Linked DNA regions of Nothobranchius furzeri: region 1 is linked to region 2. A link is a contact called in public Micro-C data. All regions are on one chromosome and are shown on one strand. Each heading gives the region's core, a stretch centred on a gene start, on an enhancer-like site or on the middle of the called end of the contact. The rest is flanking DNA. Distances are from core to core; before and after follow the strand shown.

Evidence for each region. A called contact is a pair of places that touch in the nucleus more often than the background predicts.
Region 1: a contact with region 2 is called in a Micro-C map of tail fin, with 15 times the contacts expected there. The contact joins the enhancer-like site here to the promoter of ccdc88ab in region 2. A contact is called at or near these places in 2 of 2 Hi-C or Micro-C datasets (skeletal muscle and tail fin).

What each region holds. Positions count from the first base shown.
Region 1 is chr12:26,343,378-26,346,489 of NfurGRZ-RIMD1, reverse strand. ccdc88ab (coiled-coil domain containing 88Ab) reads right to left here. Exons shown (of 39, transcript XR_001571746.3): 24 at 987-1,264; 25 at 719-862; 26 at 452-638; 27 at 221-366; 28 at 32-124. Among protein-coding and RNA genes, the nearest start is that of LOC139062102, 36 kb to the right of the region's middle. Within about 2 kb of position 1,404, at least 1 of the 3 cell types and tissues checked has an H3K27ac peak or open chromatin away from gene starts, as enhancers often do. A contact at or near this core is called in tail fin, where this site is marked.
Region 2 is chr12:26,282,895-26,286,205 of NfurGRZ-RIMD1, reverse strand. ccdc88ab (coiled-coil domain containing 88Ab) reads right to left here and starts at 2,052. Exons shown (of 39, transcript XR_001571746.3): 1 at 1,769-2,052; 2 at 1,573-1,673.

The DNA of each region.
Region 1 (3,112 bases), core at 155-2,654, 61 kb before region 2:
CCCCACTTGATTTGCTGATGCTGTGTTTTACCTGCGTGGGGGTGACGGGTCGTAGAATTTGTACTGGTCCATGATTTTTTCCTCCAGCTTTTCCTTTTGCCTCCTCAGCTCGTTCAGTTTGTCTCTAAAGGTTGAGCAAAAACATAAAAAAAGGTCAATTCTTACAATTTAACACTTACTGAACATTCTTTAGAGAACGAACATTAATTATCAGCTTTACATGTATTGTCTTTGCTCTACGTGGAACAGGTCCTTGCTTTCCATGGTCTGCTCCAGAAGTGTGCGGTTCTGCAGCATCAGGGTCTGGATCTGGTCCAACAGGTGACGGTTCTCCTCCTCCAGGTTTCCCTTTAGCTGGCTCAACAGCTAACACACGCAGCAGGGATGCAGGAACACCCAGATGAGCAATAACAAGAGAGATGTGAAGACACAAAGTCAGGAGTCCTCTTACTTCACACTGGTTGGTGAGTTTTGTGGAGGTGATGTCCAGCTGCTGATATTGTTCCTTCAGTTTGGAGAACTCGGCCTCCAGTTTGGTCTGCTCCAGCTTTGCACTGTTCAACTGGCTCTTTATGTTCTTATGGTCCAGCTGGAGACTCTCGTTGTCCTGCACCAGCTGACGATAAGACGTGTTGAGTCTGGAAAGTGAGCACAAGGTTAAGATTTTTATCTAAATGTGTAATTCTTATTAAGTGAACATGGTTCTGATTAATCGGACCTGTCGTTCTCCTCTTTGAGTTGTTTACATTGGTCAGCTGTAGCTTTGTGGCTCTGGTTCTCCTGCTCCATCTTTTCCTGCTGTTTCTTCAGGTTCTTCTCCAGTTCCTCCAATTCCCCTTTTCTCTGCAGGAGCTGCTTATATCTAAATGCATAAAACACACATTTACAAAACACAGAAAAAATAAATCACAAATTCAAAATGTCTTGTTTTATGTATTTGCCCAGCTTGGCCAGTTTAGTTTGACTGGCGGAAGACTGTGTCTCACTTGTCCTCCAAGTCCCTGTGCTGTTGCTCCAGGCTCTTGTGGGAGGTCTTCAGGCCGCCATGTTTCCCAATCAGGGCTTCGTACTCCACGGCCTGTCTCTCATGGAGCGCTGCCAGCTTCTCGTGATCTCGGAGCAGCAGTTCGTAAGTTGCCCTCAGCTCTTCTTTCTCTTTCAGCGCTCCTTCTCGCTCCCCCTCCACACTGCTCTGCTGGGTCTGCAGCTGGGCATTCTGGGCCATCAGCGCAGCACTTCGGGAACTCAGGGTTGAGTTTTCCACCTGCATGGGATGACAAAGGTAGGAAAAGAAATACTTATTTTAAATATGTTTTAAAAAACAGCATTAATCTTAATTCACTGGAGGGAAAATGAGGATTTGTTGCAGTTTAAGACCTCTAGGGGGCACTGTGAGTGTTCAGTGTGACCTCCCGATTTGCTGAAACATCTGTTTAAAAAAAAACACCAGCAGGAAACATGTTTCTATTCATCTTCTCTTCATGGTTAACGTGGTTTCTGAGTCTAAAAGTCCTCTGATATCATACCGACCATGCTTATTCACTCTGACATATGAACCCACAACCTAAATGAAGCCAAGTTTCATTTTTACTCACTCACAAACACCTAACTTAACGTATTGTGGCCTCACACACACATAACTCACGTTACACTTTAAGCTAGGAAACAAACACCCTCCAGACACAGCTAGCTAGTGCATGGTCAGTGTAAATCCTGCTACCCATAAGGAGGGTTTGAAAACCTGCCAAACAGTGAGGGTAAGTCTAAATCTATAGCAGGGAGCCGAGCCGCTTGGCAGGCCAACTGTGTAAACACAAGTGTGTAAAATGTAGAATCACCAGCAAACTGTAATAACACCTTCCAGAGGAGCAGTGCTGCATCTGTGCACCAATCCTATCTAGCCTAATAATGTAAAAGCCACAATTTTATATGGTTTATGTGCTAAGGTTACATGCTCCACCTTCTGCACTGTATTTGCACACGCCTTAACCTTAAAGTTGTTTCTTTTTAATTTTTTAATTGTATTTTCTGTCAAGTTGATTTGAATGTTCTTGCTATTGGAAAGCACATTGAATTGCCTCTGTGTATGAAACGTGCTATATAAATAAAGCTGCCTCGCCTTGCCTTATGTGGCATTTATGAGGAAAAAAGATAAAGATAACTATTAAAGAACTGAATCTGATAGGCAGTAGTGTCCCCAGAATTTTTTCACGAGGGGGCAGTGATAATTTTGGGGTGGCCCACCAAATTGGTCCCCGTGGTGAATCAGAGTTTACCTTTTTGCTGTGCATTGAATTGCTCAGTTATTCTTTTTTTTTATTTAAAAAACAAAACAATTCGTCTAATGCATCCAACACATTTATGTCAAATTTAAGAAATGCAAATATTTCAGAAAAAAGACAAAAAGTTCTAAGTTATTGTTTCAAACGTTGTTTTACAATTTTAAAGGGGTGGATTACTTGTTATATCAATACATTTGCAGTGGTTTCTAATAGAAATGCATGCCTCGCAGGCAACACTCAGGGCACAAAAAAGCCCACAAACCTGCAACATCAGACGGCGAGATTTGGAGTCTTATTTCCTGATATCTGGACAGCCTGCCTTGGATTGGATAACAGCAACGCGGCTCTACCACTGACTTGCAAAGTGGATGTCTTATGTCTACAAATAACACAAGCCTGGAGGAGTTCCTGCTGTGTGGTGAAGCTGCTAATGCTAATGGTTAGCTTAAACTAGCCACAACGCTAAATCAACAACAGCCTCCCTGTCGTAAGTCAAGATCAGTGAGTCCATGAACGCCAATTCACAGTGTGGCGTAGATCTATGAGGATTTACAAAACCTAGAGTTTCACCATCTATTTTCGATCAGAAGCTAATGCAGGAGATATGTGAAGGAGACTATTTTCATGTTCAGTCTGCATGAGAAACTCAAGAGTGACTGATTAAACAGAAGTAATCATTTAAAAAATGTTTTTCAGTCAACCACTCTTAAAAGCTCAATTAGCAGTTTGCTGTCTCAACCAGACAATTCAGAAAAATATTGAAATGTATACCTTTTTTTAAAAGCTGGTGCGCCTCAGTGACACACACACACACACACACACACACACAC
Region 2 (3,311 bases), core at 803-3,302:
AACAGCTGCCTCAGTCCATAACCAAATGTGCAAGGAAAAAAAATCCACAAACACACATACTCCCACACACACTCAAAAGCCTCGGAGATATCCATGCACAGAAGCACAGTGTTGGCTGTGACTACCAATCCCCAACATCCTGTCAGACAAACCACGGTTCATTTCAGTTCACTTCTAGCCACCTTTTAAGCACCACTGCACATAAGCACAGAGATCCTACAGCGTATCTGGGTAGCACATATTCATTTGTAAACCCCAGACTTGTCTTTTTCATGTCAAAGGTTATTGTCCTTTGGTTTTTCCATCTTGCTTCATTCTCCAACCCTTCCCCCATATCCTTCCAGTTGCTTACCCATTACCCAATGTTCCACTGGGGAAAATGCACTGGAAATACAGTTTTTACTCTTTCACACAGAGTAAACGAGGAAAGCTCTAAACCTAAAAACTGCTTTCCTAAACATGATTCTATTTGGAGCCGGCGAGAGACTAGAAGCACTCAGGAGTAGAACCAAATCACTGGAGAGGGAGATGGAAGAGGTTGTTGAAACTTGAGGCAGCTTATAGCAAACGGACAATCGGAGAGCTCAAAACAAGTGTCCTCTTAATTGTCCTGTCAAGTTATTATTGCTATAAATGTGACTTGTTACAATAATAAGCATGTTTTTTGTACGTAAACTGTTCTCACTCTTTAAAAAGGCATAAGATCAATCAACTATATGTTCTACAAATACATTAGATATGAGGTTGTCTCGGCTCAAACCAATGGGAGGAAACACGAGATGTGCTGCACATAAATCCCTTTTAAACCTATTCATCAGGGAGCAGGCAAAACTGAATGCTCCTTAAACTGGCAAGCAGGGGAAAAGCTGACAGGAGAGTCTGGCATTAGTGGAAATATGGAAAAAAAAATGTATTTTAACAGATCATGCTGGCAGGAAGTGGCAACCTGCAGCCAGACAAAGAAGTAGAAATCTTTCTCCTGTCATGCCACATATAGAAACGGTCTCAGGAAAGAGACAAATTCGACATGCAGTCCTTCACAAATCCAGCACTGTCAGTAGATCTTACAAATAAGCTACATTTTCTTTAATTAGATAAAAATAAAACGTGCTCTTGTTTCCCTGCACCATCCAAGTTAAAATTTTCATGCATGGTGTGTGTGCTGGGAAGAGTGTTTCTCCTTAGGATTAATCAACAACACAGCAGGGTGCAGCTTCAAGGGAATGAGTCTAGTTTTCTGCTGAGGCATGCTGCATCCATGCAGCTGACACCGGTGTACACAAGCTCAAAAGACATCTTAAGTGTTAATATATCTGACCCACTCCCACCAACACAGGGTCCTCTTTGTGAGCAGCCTCCATTCAGCTCAACTGGACAGAGGCTGCTGTCTCGTGTAAGGATGACCATCATTTTAACCCTCCTCCACTATAATAACAATAAAACATGGACTGTAGGTTGTTGCACATCTCTGGTTTGATGTCTGCATGCCCTCAATTGGCTAATTCCGTGCCTCTATGTAGGCCAGCTCAGAGGACTGACCGGTTCGGCTCTCCAACTCTCAGATTTACTTACATCTCCAGCATGAACTCGTTCAGGTAAATCCCATCCACTAATTCCATATATTCCGATAATTTACTGCCATCGCTCACTGTCGACCGCCCGACGGTCTTCACCTGGAAAAAGAAAGGAGTGCGATCAATTAACAGGCGAAATAAGGTGATTGTTTAATGAGTCAACACTCATTAGCATATTTAATTAGGGTGCTTACCCAGCAGACCAGAGGGGTGAGCATGAACTGCTCCAGTAATGGGGTGAAAACCTCGTTCTCCATATTTAACCTTCAGCCGTTTGTTCAAACAAATTGGGATTTTTAAAAAATGATTTAAACTCCTCTCATGTTGATAATTCCACGTTTTAATCCAGGCTTTACTTTACGAGGATTTAAAAAATAATAATAATCACTAATTTTCTCAAACCGACCCAGCTGTTGGAGATGCCGCCGACGAGACTTCTTCCTGGGTGGGAGAAGAAGAAATCACATTTTTGTGCTCAAAAACCGCATTCCCTTAAGGTTTTCTGTTATTTAAGGATCAGTCCGCGTTGCGTTCAATATTTAAACGACGAAAAGAGATGAGAAATAATCCTAATTCGGGTATGTAAAAGAAGGTCCAGCTGCGAGGGAAAAATAAACAGATGTTGCAAATCCAGCTTCGGAAATGATCGGGTTCCACCTCATAGTTTTTTGTTGTTGTTGTTTTTTTAAATAAAGTGACTTCCAGACGCGGATTCCTGGCTGTCTGCGTCCAAACGCCGCACACCACCGAGCTGCTGCTGGAGAGTTGAGAGGATGACTGGAGGACACGTAGAGCCGCGCCTCCCTCCCTGCGCATCTCCCTCCTCCTCCCAAAGAAAAGTAGGGCATTAATCAAAGCGTTCCCTTTCTCCTCTGATTTCCTCTGAGTCATAGAAAAAAGATCTTAGTCAACATGTGAACAAACAAATAAAATAAATTCACTCATGTTTGAGTGCGAGTAATGGAACCACTTTGTCTCAAAAGAAAAGTGAATGAAAACTCCAATCTTGTGATTCATAACCTCAGTGTGTAATACTGACTATTTAAGTGCTTATTTGGTTTAACTTCCACGCAGAAATGCAGGGTAACAGTGCATAAATGCACTTCCTTTGTCTGCCTCTGCAGCATGCATTAGACATCATAATGGAGGTAAAATACTGACACCTGGTGGGTTATGTCACAGATCACTATATAAACATCTAAAAAAAAAAAAAAGGTTGAAAATATTCAGATCCTTAGAAGGGGTCTGTGGGGATGTTGAATAATGCATTTCCTGTTCCAGATGGTTCTTTAACAACCTCAGTTTGGGGAAATAGAGAATGAGGCCCAATCCCAATACTCGCACTGTGCCCTTCTGTGAAGTGTGCTTGGAAGAAGTGCACAGCAAGGCTTCGAGTGTGTGGTGCACAAGTGTGCAAATGATTGCAGAATTTGGACAGGGAGCATTGCGTCATCAACCGTCTGCTGGTCACTGTGCTACTTAAAAAAACTTCATTAACTCATTAACTGCCATTGACGACAAAAGTCATCATTTTAAATCCAACTGCCAGTGACGACTAAAGTCATCATTTGCATTTTTTTACTGTGTGGGCGTAGGAATGAGCCCCCGCAACGTGAAAACAAACATCTCAGCTCGCTGATCTTCATCTGTGTATGTCACACATCACATGATCAGGAATTAGAAAATCCATGTGTTAGGAGATCTTTTTGGGCCGCTGCTGTAAAGAAAAAGGCACGA